5 separate regions of the Sus scrofa genome follow, and regions 2, 3, 4 and 5 are each linked to region 1. Evidence: chromatin contacts called from public HiChIP or PLAC-seq data. All regions are on one chromosome and are shown on one strand. The core of a region is the stretch at or near the end of the contact, and the rest is flanking DNA. Distances in the headings are between cores, read along the strand shown. Region 1 overlaps VGLL4 (transcription cofactor vestigial-like protein 4). Region 2 holds the start of TAMM41 (phosphatidate cytidylyltransferase, mitochondrial). Region 3 overlaps ATG7 (autophagy related 7). Region 4 overlaps TAMM41 (phosphatidate cytidylyltransferase, mitochondrial). Region 5 overlaps ATG7 (autophagy related 7).

Region 1 (2,506 bases), core at 4-2,503:
GTTGGTGCGTTGTGCAATCACTTCCACAAGGGACCAGAGTGTGGAGGAACTGTGGAGGAACATCGTTCAATGTCAGAACTCTCCCAGAGCTGAACAGGAAATGGTAAATCAGACAAAGAGCCAGTCTGTGCTCTGTGACATGGGTGCCCTCCCAGTCCCCCAAACTGAATAGAAAAATTCTTCATTGTTTGGGACAATCGCTCCCGAAAACAAAAACTCACTGTAACTTTCTGTTCCCCTCTACAGGAAAATGCAAAGTGCTTGCTGGCTGTTGGAATACAACAGGAATACTGTATGTAGATGGTGTGTGTTTAAAATGAGTATCAAAAAGAGAGAGAGAGAACCGGACATGTTTCACTTTTTACTTGGGTCCTAGAAGTTCTTCCTCTAAAAAAACACCAACGGAAATAAAAAAAAGAAATACACTGTAAAAACGCTAAAAGAGTGAAAAGTTAGTATGTAGCAAGCATAAAGCAAACTTTTAACAATGTATATTTCAACACCTCCCCGCCCCGCCCCCGCCCTCTCCACTGTAACCCCTGAAGCCTCTGATCAAAACAACAAACTTTGTCCTGAAACAGCACCTAAGAACCGCTCTCCTTTCAAGGCATGCTAAGGTCCCAAGAAAGAGAACAAAATGCACAGAAGTCCATCAGGACCGGAAAGGAGGAGTGGCCTTGACCAAAGCAACAGGGTAGCAATTTCTAGAAGGGAACGTCTACCTTCATAGCACAGAATGCCGATATTGTTGTTCATCTTGTCCAAGTACTGGTAGTTCAACAGGTCCATCTTCATAAATAGCATTTATTGGGCTAGCGCAGAAAACCAGCTCTTTGCTTTCGCCCTGAAAGAGTACGTTTCAAAAAGCAATTATTGCTGAGTAGCTCCTGGCTCTTCTCTTGAAACTTCACAAAGACGGAGGCCCAGCCTCAGCTGATCAAAACAAAGTAAGCTAAAAAAAAAAAAAAAAAAAGAAAGAAAGAAAGAAAAAAGAACGCACTCGCAAAAAATTGAACTGCAGAAAACCCTTCAAGGGTTTATTTGTAGACGGTACACGTCCTGGATCCTCAATCAAGCATTTAAAAATCGTTTCAGAAGTCCTGATGAAGCTTTCTTCGACGTAAGGAAGGAGCAAGGAAGAAAACCACGAAGCACATTTCCTAGGACAAAGCGGCGCCCGCGTCCCTCACAGCCCGCTGCAAGTCCGCGGCGCCCACACGCCACTATGCCTGGTATGACTCGTATGCAAATGAGCTTCCTCTTCCCAGCGGGAGGGAGCACAGAGCATGCTCACTGCATCCCCGGGGCTCCTCAAATGTCAGGGATATTTTCTGCACAAGATCAGGCTCTAAATGTATTAAGTGTTTGAAAGAAAAAGAGGAGGTGGAGAGTCCGCACAGAGAGAGAGGCTGGGGCAGGGCTGCTCTGGACAGGAAGCAGCCCTGCCACTGAGAGACCGTAGGAGGAAAAGAAAACCCAGGAAGTTGCTTTTTCAGGACCTGAGTAAAAAGTCAAAAATCCTTCATGGAAGCAAACTTCCATGGAATTTAACTCTGGTGTAGCTTCACTTTGGGGCTTCAGAAACTCTTAACTGTTTTGCTGTGGGACACATACCACACATTTTATTCTTTTTTTTTTTTTTCTTTCTTTCTCTTTGAAAAGTTATTTTACAATGTCCATTTACACTTTCACTGTATATTTAAAATGCTGATGCCATGTTATATATACCTTCCCTCACAACCCTCATAAACAACTCACATAAACTGGGCAGGGATGGTATCACTTTTTACAGCAGCAGAAACTGAGGCTCACAGGGATTAAATAATGGTCTGTGGCTCCCAAAATAGTTGCCAGAACTACATTTAGAGTGTCTTATTCACTAATATTATAACCTTCTAAAAAATGAGGGGAAGAGAAAGAGAGAAGCTTAAACAAGTAAGAATATGTATCCAAGACAGAAAGCCTACTGGAAATGATGGGGGGGGGGGTGGGGATAAAATTATTTTCACTTTGCATATAGGAAAGCTGTTCTGTCTGTGTATTGGAGGCCAATAGAGTAGCATAGCACCATGTCACTCCTGACAGGAAGGGCTGGGAGCTTAAACTTCATATAACCAGTATCCAGTGCAAGCGGTGCTTAGCGAACAAGTAAATCGCTGAATGTTCAGAGCCTTCAGCACAGGAAAAACTTGCTAACAAAGTAAGGGGGAAAATAGTTTTATCTTTGGAGATGGTAGTTAGCTTTTGGCATTGTAAATAGACTAATCACCATAGGAAATGTTTCTATACTGATACTGTTGTATGCTATCAGGAAATTCAGAAAATATCAAGGGGTGTGCTATACTATAAACCAAAAACTTACAAATTTTTTTTTCCCTTTTTTCAGCCACCTCCCGGGGGCATATGGAAGTTCCTGGGCTAGGGACTAAATCTGAGTGGGAGCTGTGACCTACACCACAGTTGCAGCAATGCCTAACCCACTGGGCAGACTAGGGATCAAATCAGG
Region 2 (2,506 bases), core at 5-2,504, 200 kb after region 1:
ATTCAGTAAAAGCTCAAAAGCCTCTGAAAACCTCAGCAGGCAAATAACAGCCTCACTTAAGTGGAAAATATTTGCCTGCCTCTATGCTACTTGGCCTTGAATCTTCTCAGTGAACTTTTTTTCTTTTTTTTCCATTTACAGAAAAAGAAATCTACAATCTTAAGAAACACTGTACCCTCAACTGCTGTTGTGCTCAGTCAGCTTTGAAGAATAACAATGTCTAATCCTAAACACTCTCGCTAAAAGTCCTGAGGCTGGGCGAACAAACTGGCCACTAACTCTTGCTGTAGTTAGTCACTGCACCTGCCCTGACCCTCCATTCAGCCCACCAGCTTCCTAAAGTCCAGAGAAGTATTTAGTATTTTCTCTTTACAGACAGAGACGTGACTCTCAAGCTTGGCTGCGTATTAGAATCACCTGGGAAGTTTTAAAAAATTCCTGAAGCCCAGGGCTTGACCCAGACCAATTAAATCTGAAATCTCCGTAAATGGTACCCAGAACATCAGCATTTTTTTAAAGCTTCCCAGAAAACTCTAATGTTCACGCAAGCGTGAGAACACTGGCAAATACTTATTTTCCTTTCTTCCATCCTGCCCCGGCACCAGCTTTTCCCTCCGCTAACTGCAGCTCCTGCTCTAGACCGAAGTGGACTCCTACGGAACCTTCAAAACTCGGCTCACGCTGTCTTTCTACCAGAAGCACTTTCGTACGATTTGTATTTCGCTAGTTGGTGCGTGGAATGCGCAGAGCAGACAGGAGAGCTCTTAGAGGGACTGAAGGCAAAGGAAAGTAGTGAGAATATTCTGGCGTGGGGCTGGCCCGGGCTCACCTTCTGGTCTGAGCTGGGCCCCGCCTGGCGGTACACTCCAGAACCGTAGGCGAAAGCCAGGCTCAGCTCTTCGGGGAAGTGAGACAGGATCTTGCGGAAGGTCACCCCGGAGCTTTGCAACGCCTGCAGCGCCATGGGGCCGGGGCTCAGCGACAGGGACCCTTGGCGGGGAGGGGAGCGAAGGACAGCAGGGCGAGGAACTGATACCCGCTAAGGGTGGGAGATGGAAGTCGAGGACTGGTCAGAACAGGAGAAGGCTGAGGCCGGGGGCAGGAAGTGGCGTGGCCGGCAGGGACTCGCGGGGGTACTCCAGTCCCGGAGCAGGCTGGAAAGCACCTACTAGAGAACCAGGTGGGCGCTGGCCCAGCCGGTCCAGCGGCCACGTGGGCCACGCCTCCCCCACGCACACGTGCTCCATCTTGGGATGGCGCAAGAGCGGACACCTGCCAGTGGATGGCGACGCGAAGCCTTCGCAGAGACCCCTGGTGGCGGGAGGAGCGGGCTGCAGGCTGGCCGCCTGGGATTTGTCTTGGGTAGGGAAGAGTGACAGCTGATTGAACGGTTTTTGAGCCTTAAAAGTACTTTTTTGTTCTTGCCTCAAACCACATTTAAAATATGGGTATAAGGTCATGGTGTAGCGTTTAAAAAGGTCTTTTTGATGGGGTGAAATGCACATAACATAAAAACATATGCTTTACAATTCAGTGGCATTTAGTACATTTACAGTGTTGTGCAACCATGGTTCATCCAGCTCCAAAACTGCAACATTTTCAAAGCTTAGGAAAACACAAATAAGATTAAAATCATGCCCAATCCCACCATCCAGATATTATCACTGTTAAGATTTGGTTGTGCTTTCTGCCCATTAAAGCCCTCCTTCAAACACGATAACAGGCATGAAAGTGCTCCATAAATGGTAAAAATCAAACAAAAAACTGCACCAAGGGTCTCTGATGTTTGTATTGAATTTTAATGGGGTGGAGAGCCTTTGGTCCTTTGCCTTGTGGATTGGACTCACAAAAGGGCATATTAAATGCAGTTTCTGGTGGAAACAGGATCCCAGGTGAGAGCTTGCCTCTTTGTGTACAATTAGAGAAACTTGCTCGGGGCCACAGGGCCATTCAGGATGTAGTATGACCTCCCGGACAGAGACTTTTCAGATATCCTTTCCTTCTTCCCTGATGTACATGGCCTCTCAACCATAACAGAGTAGTAATAGCTAAATTTGGGTAATGTTGAACCATTTCCCAGGCATTTTTTCATGGGTTCCCTCTGCTGCCTTGTGGAAGGAGGTGATTGCCTTCATTTTACAGATGAAGAAGCTAAGTGTTGGATAAAACAATGTGCTTGGGATCACATCAGCCTGTGGCAAATCTGGAATGAAAATGCTGGCTCCACATCTTAGAATTCTACTCTGTCCTTGAACAGTTTTGAGCAGGAAGCTGTCAAGGCTCAAAGGTTGGCTCGGATCAGAGTGGGGAAAGAAGAGGCAGGGACCAGTTAGGAAGCCGTTACCATAGTTTCACTGTGAATTAAATTGCCTGGCCTGGGGTGATAGAGGCAGGACTGGGATTAATTCAATTGAAAAATGATTATTGGAATTCAAACTCTGGATAAGTGCTGAGGATTTGAGATGACTAGAACAAGGCTGCTCCTGGCAGGCTCGTAGGAGACAGA
Region 3 (2,506 bases), core at 4-2,503, 190 kb before region 1:
TGAATCCTTCTTGGAGACTGACCCCACTTTCCTATGGCTCCTTGACAACTGTTGATCCCAGTTGGAACCAAAGGAAGTGGCCTTAAAGTTGATGAAGCACAAGAAATCCAAGGCACAAAGCTGTTGAAGTGCTTACCAAATACTCTTTAAATTGCTGAATTTGTTGAAGAAAGGCTGTCTAAATCAAACATGTGAGTGACTTAGCCATCTTTTCCTAAAATTTGCTGTGACTTATTTTCTTAGGGTTATTTTTCATCAAGTATCAGTTCACGTGTACTGATTTCATTCCAGCTGTGAGTTCACCATTGTGCTGTGGGAAACACCAAATAATTTTCACATTCTGTCTGCCTAGAGAGGAAGTGCTGATTTAAAAAGTTAATAAAACCAGCTATCTTGGTATATCCTTGAGATCCTCAAATTCTAAAATCCTGTAACCCAACTTTCCCGAAAGACCTCATTCTCATTATTGAACATTTGCAAGTTTCTTGATTCCGGGATTAATTTTAAACTGTTTTCTTCCCTTGATTATATTATCACTATTTGATGCTGTGTCATACAGTTATTTTTCAGGATTTCAGTTACAGCACTCCTTTAAAATAGCTGCATTTTTGTCAGGGTTTTGCTAAGCAGAACTTAGTTTTGAAGAATTGGGGATTAATGGATGATTTAGTTAAAAGGTAAGTTTAGCACACCAGCTGTAACTTAGGATATAAAATCATAAATAGGCTACAAATGAACAAGGCTGAGTGATGGGCTGATAACTGAATTAAAACTCAGCTTCTGACTCATCCACTACAGAATTCAGAATTTTAGAAAATAAAATGCCTAGTTCTCTCATAGTAGGAAAGTCATATGAAAAACATTATAATCATGTGATATGACTTCACTGGCATGACAATTTACTATTCAGCAAAGTAAAGAACACGATTAACAAGTGTTTCTGCGGGCCTTTTTGCGCTTACATTGAGTTTTTGGCCTCTCCCCCTCACAGCTGTTTTTGATTTGGTTCCTGTGGAATATTTTTGTTTTGTTTTGTTTTGTATTTAACAACAGTCAGATATTTATGTACAGCTTCATCAAGAGCCTCCGATGACAAATACGCCTTTGGAGGCCAGTAGAAGCTGTGGGAAACCCCCGTGTCAGCACTTAAACCTGTTTCCAGTGGAGAGAAATCACTCTAGGGACTGGCCGAGCCTTCTCGTGAATCCACTTCTCTTTTCTAAAGCCTTTTGCTAGCCCACTTCCAACCCTCACTGGCCCCTTCTGAGATACTATCGTGCTTTGATTTTTCCTTATGAAGCAATCCCTCAAGACACAGCCCTGGCCTTATTTGCTCAGTGAGGGGGGAAAGGCAGAAATAGCAGGCAGAAAGCCATTTATGTCTTAGATTGGAAACCAGAGCCCAGTTTTTGAAATAAGGCTTGGCAGTATCCCTTCAGAGCTCACTTTATAAATTGAGTCCCTTTTATTTGTTGTCAGAGCTATCTACATGGATTTGAGATGTTCAGATAAGTTGGTTTTAGGGAACGATCCAATTGCAGGATAGACTGTGAAGCCTGGGCAGAGTTCCCTGCCCTTTAGAAGAGGAGTCTTGGATGAAACAGCCCACTTAGAGGTCCACAGTGGGGGGGGGGGCAGCATGCCATAAATGCTCAAAGCAGAATTTAAACAGCTAATATGAAGTAATAGAACATGGAAACTGCTTCCTCAAATTTTAGTCCCTGTTCTGCTGCTCTCATGAATATATTTGGACCAACATTAAGTTCATCAGTTTCCTCACTTAAGGAGATTGAACCATGTGTAAAATCCTTTTTAGCTCTACTAATTCAGTGATTTTTGACTCACTGTACCTAGTATGACCAAGATGTTAAAAAATGGCCAATTTTTATATCAAAGTGATTCCTTTTTATACATTATATAAATATTTGCTGGTATCTTTCATCTCTGGCTGCCATTGCTAGCAGCAGTTTTGATTGCATTCTTTTTGAGATTTAGATCTACTTTGAACCTTAAAAGATCATTTCTCATACTTTGTATGGGCTAGTGTGTATAGCAGTGTATATAAGTCCAAAATGGCACAGTCCAGCCAAATAACTAACCTCATTCTCCAGACTTGGGCACACAGGACTTTTGGTTTCTTCGTAAATTCAAGTCTCCCCTCCCTGTCATTGAATGTGTTCATAAAACAAGTCGCTCACTACCTTTTCATACAGCCTCCAAAGACAGATTCCAAAACCCTCTTGGTTTAAGTACTGGCAGCATCCTTAGAGTGTTGAATGTATAATATCTGATAGGTTTGTTTAAAAATTGGCCGTAGTAGTCTGCAACAGTCATAGAATATATGAGTGCCTGAACTCTGGCTGGTGAGAAGGTCTGAGTTCATAGCCCAGCATCAGCAGATGGCCAAGATTGCTGTGTTCACCTGTGTGAGCGTGCAGGGCAGGACCATGTGCAGTAGCCCTGTGAAAGACCTTGGGTCACTTATCTCACTGAGCTTCATTTTCCT
Region 4 (2,506 bases), core at 3-2,502, 180 kb after region 1:
TATTAAGAGGTATAAACTTACAGTTATGAAATAAGTCAGATAAAATGTACAGCACAGGGAATATAGTCATTAATATCGTAGTAACTTTGTATGGTGACAGATGTTAACTAGACTTATCGTGGTGATCATTTTGTAATGTATAAAAAATCACATCATTATGTTGTACACCTGAAACTAATATAACATTGTTAAGTCAATTATGCTTCCATTTTTTAAAAAAAGGAACATCAAAAGGCTGCCTCAATATGATGCCAAAGTATCTGGAAAAAAGTATAAAATGTAGTTAATAATTTCTTTTTACCAAAAGGATTAGGCCCAGTTTACAGTTAAAAAAATACAAGTGGTGAGAAAGGAGGAACTTTACATTTGCCTATGAGATGAACTGAGCTGCAAAAGTAGTAACTCAAAAGATAAAGATAAAACTTCTGAAACAAAGTGCCCACCCTGCCTATGCCATTGGCAATCATCAGCAAGATAGGGGGCAAAAGAGATACAAAATGGGGAGTTTCCACTGTGGCACAGTGGGTTAAAAAAATATCCAACTACAGCAGCTCAGGTAGCTATAAAGGCACAGATTAGATCCCTGGCCCTGGAACTGCCACATGCTGCAGGTGTGGCCATTAAAAAAAAAGAAAAAAAAGAGTGACGAAATGGGAAACCTTGATTGAAGGCCTAAGGGCCTAAGGGCAAATGTTAAATCAAGAGCCTGGGCAAAGTGAGGACCTCCCGGGAAGCCTGGAGAAAGCAGCATGCCAGAAGCCTCTGCTGGACGAAGTCATCAGAGAAAGAGCAGGAGAAACCTCAGCTGCTGAGGAATCCCCTGGGGCAAGGTGACAATTTATTTATCATCCCAAGCAGGTCACTGCTGAGGGTGAAGGGGCCGCTACAGGTAATCACATGAGGACAATGGGCAAACCAGGACACATGGTTACCCCGCCCCCCAACCCCAGGTTCTTTTCTTGGGAGCAGGGAAGAGAATCGTGGAAATTATGACCTGTCACAGCCTCTCTGAGTGCAAACTGCTGGCTTGTTTTGGAAAAATAAAGATACCCAATGGTAAGTACTTCAGTAAGAATAAGATACACAGGGGTTTCAAGCTCCAAGGACCAACCTCGGCTATAGTTTGGCAGAAGGCATGTGGAGACTGTGAGCTTTGGACAAAGACTTAAAAATGGCCTCTGGAACTGAGCTGTGCAGGGAGGTGGGGACCGGTTAGGGCAGTGAAGGCAGTCCTGTCACAACACGTTGTGCAACGTGCACCATGCTGTTTTCACTATTACTTAGAGAGAGCTGCAGTTAAGCCCGATGACGGCGAGAGAGCATACAGAGAAGTGGGTTCTTTCACATAACGGCTTTTGACTTCATAAAACTGTCTCCTAAAGCTGTCTGGAGCTGAGGATGACGAAACCTCATCTCTGGAGAGGAAGCCAAAGCAACAAACCCAGAAGTTTGGCCCTAAAGTCTGCTGAGCATGTGCTAAGTGCCAGGCCCTGCTCCGACCTCATTTGGTCCACATGGCCGTCCTCTTGGGGAGACACTGCCCGCACCCCATGGGGAATGAAGATGCAGAGATGATTTCCCAGGAAGAGGCTACACTGCACAGTATACCTGTTCACTGAAGCACAACCTGTAACACTGAAATCCTGGCAGCAACCCTGATGTCCCACGGCAGGGTGGCAACTGAGCTGTGACGGTGCTCCCACATCCCACCACAGTGTGACACTGTTACAAATGATAAGGATCACACACAGCAAGATGGAAAATGATCATGTGATAATAGGCAGTTACGAAACCAGGATGCAAAAGCACAAAAAGGAAACATCATGAAAAAAACGGAAAAATAAGACAAAAGGATTACTTAAAAAACGATTAGGTTTACTCTAATAAGATAGACATTTTATTGTTGGCTTTAAAAAAAAAAATTTATGGCTGCACCTGTGGCATGTAAGTTCTCAGGCCAGGGATTGAACCAAGCTGTGGCTGCGGCAACACTGGATCCTTTAACCTACTGCACTGGGCCAGGAATCGAACCTGCACCTCCACATTGACTCGAACTGCTGCAGTTGGATTCTTGCCCTGTTATACCAGGGCCGGAACTCCTATTGTGGGCTTTTTAAAGGCGTGTGCTTCACATCCGCTCTCTCATTGAGTCTGGCAAAGCCTCATAAAGAAGGTGCTGATTATTCTCAGTTTCACAGGTGAGGAGAATAGATGGTGGTACAAGCACAGCCTGCCCAAGGCCCAGCCACTTCTCAGGACCAGGGTAGGGACATTTCAGGCACTAGCTTTATGTCATTTCTTCTCCATGTCCCTCACTTCTGCAGGGCTGGCATACTACTAGCAGGTTTTTTTTTTTTGTTTTTTGTTTTTTTGTTTTTGTCTCGTAAGGGCCACACCTGCAGTATATGGAAGTTCCCAGGCTAGGGCTTGAATCGGAGCTGTAGCCACTGGCCTACACCACAGCCACAGCAAAGTGGGATCCAAGACACATCTGTGACCTACACCA
Region 5 (2,506 bases), core at 4-2,503, 170 kb before region 1:
TCTGCCGAGGTGGGGAGAGGGCTTTTACCTTTTATTCCAGAATATATTCTGGAGTCTAATCTCCTCTGTACACATTCAAGGTTAACTTGCTGTGTAACCTTGGCAAGTGGTGAACTCTCCCTGAGACTTAGCCCCTTTACTGTAAAATGGAAATATTAACAGCCTTCTAGGAGAATTCTAACCATCAAATAAAATAATGTGTTCATAATACCTAACACACTTTCTGGCACATAAGCACTAAAACAGGGGGCAGCTGTCATCATCATCATTATTATAATTATAATTAATCACAACTTGGGGTGAGACATATATTTATACTGTTTCATATTGCTCCTGTTAAATAGTATAATGAGAATGTCATTTCCACTCAGGAATTTAATAAACTTATTTCTTTTAATAACAGAGAGAAGTGATTGTTTGACCATAGATATTAATCATTTTTTATCAAATCAATTTCTGAAAAACCAAATCTATCCTTTAAATGTAAAAGGCTCCCTCCATGAAAACATGGTTTGCTGAGCTGAGACCATGGTACAGTCTCCTCCCCTAATATGTTTGGCTTTTGTAAAAGTTAAAAAGCCAAGGAAAGAAGTAGAGGAGATAATTGGAAAGTTTCCAGGTAGCTTTCAGGAGGCTTTAAGTACATCAGAAGCCCTGTTGGATCTATTCATAGCTTTGTTTTCTGGACCAGTATTCTAGAAGTTGCCACATTCTTTTCATTTGTGTCTTTCACAGAGGGCAGTAAAATTTAGTTCTAATTATATTTAGGGCATCTGGATTCTAGTCAGCATTTCTGGCTCCTTTTTAGAACCTAAAGTCTGCGGCTTATTCCTAATGTGGAAAATGGAATAATCCCCCAGGCCTGGGAAGAAGAACTCCAACATGCAGGCTGCTGTTACTATAGCGAGACTCCGCTACAGACATCACAAGACTTGTTATACAAGGAAACATGATTACAGTGGATTAGAGAAACTTGCCAGGGCCTTGAAGGATTTATTACTTTTTGAATTCTGAATGAGACATAAATATGCTTTTCCCCTTTTAATTTTGGACCCCATACGGAGAAGGTGAAAAAAATTCTTCAACAAATTCTAGAATGCTTAGCTGCTAGAGCTCGGTGGGTATTGTGTCCAAGTCATATTGCAAAGGGCATGGATACTTGCTTGGCAGAGACGCAAAACAGGCACTCCTTTCTGTCTGCACTGCCAAGTTCGTTACTGCCCTGTCTCCCAGTGGGAGAAAAATGTAGCTCCTTGGGGAGTCTTCTGGAAGGCAGCGTGGTGTAATGGAAAAAGCAGTGCACTCAGAGGCATGAGGCCTGGATTGCAGCTTCCACACTTAAAAGCTCCATGATTTCAACAGGTTACACCCTCTGAGCCTTAGTGCCCTTTTATGAAAGGGTAATTCCCATCTCAGAGGGTGGCTTTAACTTTTAACGTATGTTAAATATCACGAATAGAATCTCAAAAGTTAGTTGCATTAGCATTAAAATAGAAACCTGTGGTACACTCAGGTGAATTTGTAGATCTCAAATTCTGCCAATGCCCTAAAAGGAGGGACTTTTAAAAATAAAGATGGTCTCTCACCTTATCTGTTCTGTAGATTTTTTTGGTTTCTCTGGAGACTGACCAGATCGCGTAAGGGTAATAGTTACGAACCACATAGGAATCAGACCTGAGTTTAAGTTCCTGCGTACTAGCTGCGAAGCCGTGATAATTCACCTAGCTTCTGTTATCCTCAATTTCCTCATCTGTAAATCGGATATAACAGTAGTGCCTCAGGCATTCCCTATCACTTTACCTTGTTTTATTTTCTGTGTGGGACTTAATCACTATCTGAAATTGTCTTTATTTTCTGTCTCCCACTCCAGCTCCCACTTAAATATATTCCCCTTAAGGGCAAAGCATTTATGACATCTTGTTTACCATTTTATATGTCTTGCCAAAGGTAGTGAGTGACTGGTACCTTATCGTTATTTATTCTTCTGGCCTTTCACTTCTATTTTTAAAACTTCCCCTCCCAGTGTCATGGCTAAATTTATATACAGTAGCTGAGTTAGAAAGTGGGCAGAGTTGTTCTCTGTTTGGAAATGCCTGTGTTCTTACAGTTGAGTTTCTATTTCCTGAAGATGCTTACTCAGCCTTGGATGGCACAGTTTGACTTGTGACATCAGAAGATTGACAGGCAGAAGTCTGACTCAGGGATCCAGCTAGGAAAGAGCATGACTTTCAGCCCAGCTCGCCCTTTGAGGGATGGCTGGGCAGGGCTCAAAAAGGTCTTGGATTTCAATTTATCTAGGAAGGTATTTAGCAAATTATTTTTAACCATTTGGATTTGGTACAGATCACCCTAGGAATCTGCAGCCTCTGCATAAGTGAGGAATGAGGTGGGAGGACAGAGCGGAGCTGAGGTGGAGGGCAGGCTTTCCCTGGAGATGGGCATCTTTCTCCAGGGCCTGGACTGCACTTGCCCCTCTCCACCCAGACCCCCAGAGCATCCTCTTTCA

The links. HiChIP or PLAC-seq counts read pairs in DNA pulled down with a chosen protein or histone mark.
Region 2: an H3K27ac HiChIP or PLAC-seq map of alveolar macrophages shows a contact between it and region 1. The contact joins the promoter of TAMM41 here to the enhancer-like site in region 1. A contact is called at or near these places in 13 of 47 Hi-C or Micro-C datasets (embryonic fibroblasts, fetal heart ventricle, fetal skeletal muscle and 5 more) and 2 of 2 datasets of contacts at active chromatin or transcription factors (alveolar macrophages and skeletal muscle).
Region 3: an H3K27ac HiChIP or PLAC-seq map of skeletal muscle shows a contact between it and region 1. The contact joins two enhancer-like sites. A contact is called at or near these places in 1 of 47 Hi-C or Micro-C datasets (embryonic fibroblasts) and 2 of 2 datasets of contacts at active chromatin or transcription factors (alveolar macrophages and skeletal muscle).
Region 4: a contact with region 1 is called in an H3K27ac HiChIP or PLAC-seq map of alveolar macrophages. The contact joins two enhancer-like sites. A contact is called at or near these places in 2 of 47 Hi-C or Micro-C datasets (embryonic fibroblasts and liver) and 1 of 2 datasets of contacts at active chromatin or transcription factors (alveolar macrophages).
Region 5: an H3K27ac HiChIP or PLAC-seq map of skeletal muscle shows a contact between it and region 1. The contact joins two enhancer-like sites. A contact is called at or near these places in 13 of 47 Hi-C or Micro-C datasets (embryonic fibroblasts, fetal heart ventricle, fetal skeletal muscle and 4 more) and 2 of 2 datasets of contacts at active chromatin or transcription factors (alveolar macrophages and skeletal muscle).

What each region holds. Positions count from the first base shown.
Region 1 is chr13:67,777,603-67,780,108 of Sscrofa11.1, forward strand. All of the region lies in intron 2 of VGLL4 (transcription cofactor vestigial-like protein 4), which reads right to left. Among named protein-coding and RNA genes, the nearest start is that of VGLL4, 94 kb to the right of the region's middle. Within about 2 kb of position 1,254, at least 70 of the 83 cell types and tissues checked have an H3K27ac peak or open chromatin away from gene starts, as enhancers often do. A contact at or near this core is called in alveolar macrophages, embryonic fibroblasts, fetal skeletal muscle and 2 more, where this site is marked.
Region 2 is chr13:67,982,272-67,984,777 of Sscrofa11.1, forward strand. It overlaps TAMM41 (phosphatidate cytidylyltransferase, mitochondrial), which reads right to left and starts at 1,255. Exons shown (of 8, transcript XM_003132370.4): 1 at 830-1,255. The coding sequence starts at 964.
Region 3 is chr13:67,586,393-67,588,898 of Sscrofa11.1, forward strand. All of the region lies in intron 19 of ATG7 (autophagy related 7), which reads left to right. Among named protein-coding and RNA genes, the nearest start is that of ATG7, 170 kb to the left of the region's middle. Within about 2 kb of position 1,254, at least 13 of the 83 cell types and tissues checked have an H3K27ac peak or open chromatin away from gene starts, as enhancers often do. A contact at or near this core is called in embryonic fibroblasts and skeletal muscle, where this site is marked.
Region 4 is chr13:67,955,634-67,958,139 of Sscrofa11.1, forward strand. All of the region lies in intron 4 of TAMM41 (phosphatidate cytidylyltransferase, mitochondrial), which reads right to left. Among named protein-coding and RNA genes, the nearest start is that of TAMM41, 27 kb to the right of the region's middle. Within about 2 kb of position 1,253, at least 4 of the 83 cell types and tissues checked have an H3K27ac peak or open chromatin away from gene starts, as enhancers often do. A contact at or near this core is called in alveolar macrophages, where this site is marked.
Region 5 is chr13:67,609,813-67,612,318 of Sscrofa11.1, forward strand. The region is part of intron 19 of ATG7 (autophagy related 7); the gene reads left to right. Among named protein-coding and RNA genes, the nearest start is that of ATG7, 190 kb to the left of the region's middle. Within about 2 kb of position 1,254, at least 21 of the 83 cell types and tissues checked have an H3K27ac peak or open chromatin away from gene starts, as enhancers often do. A contact at or near this core is called in alveolar macrophages, fetal skeletal muscle and skeletal muscle, where this site is marked.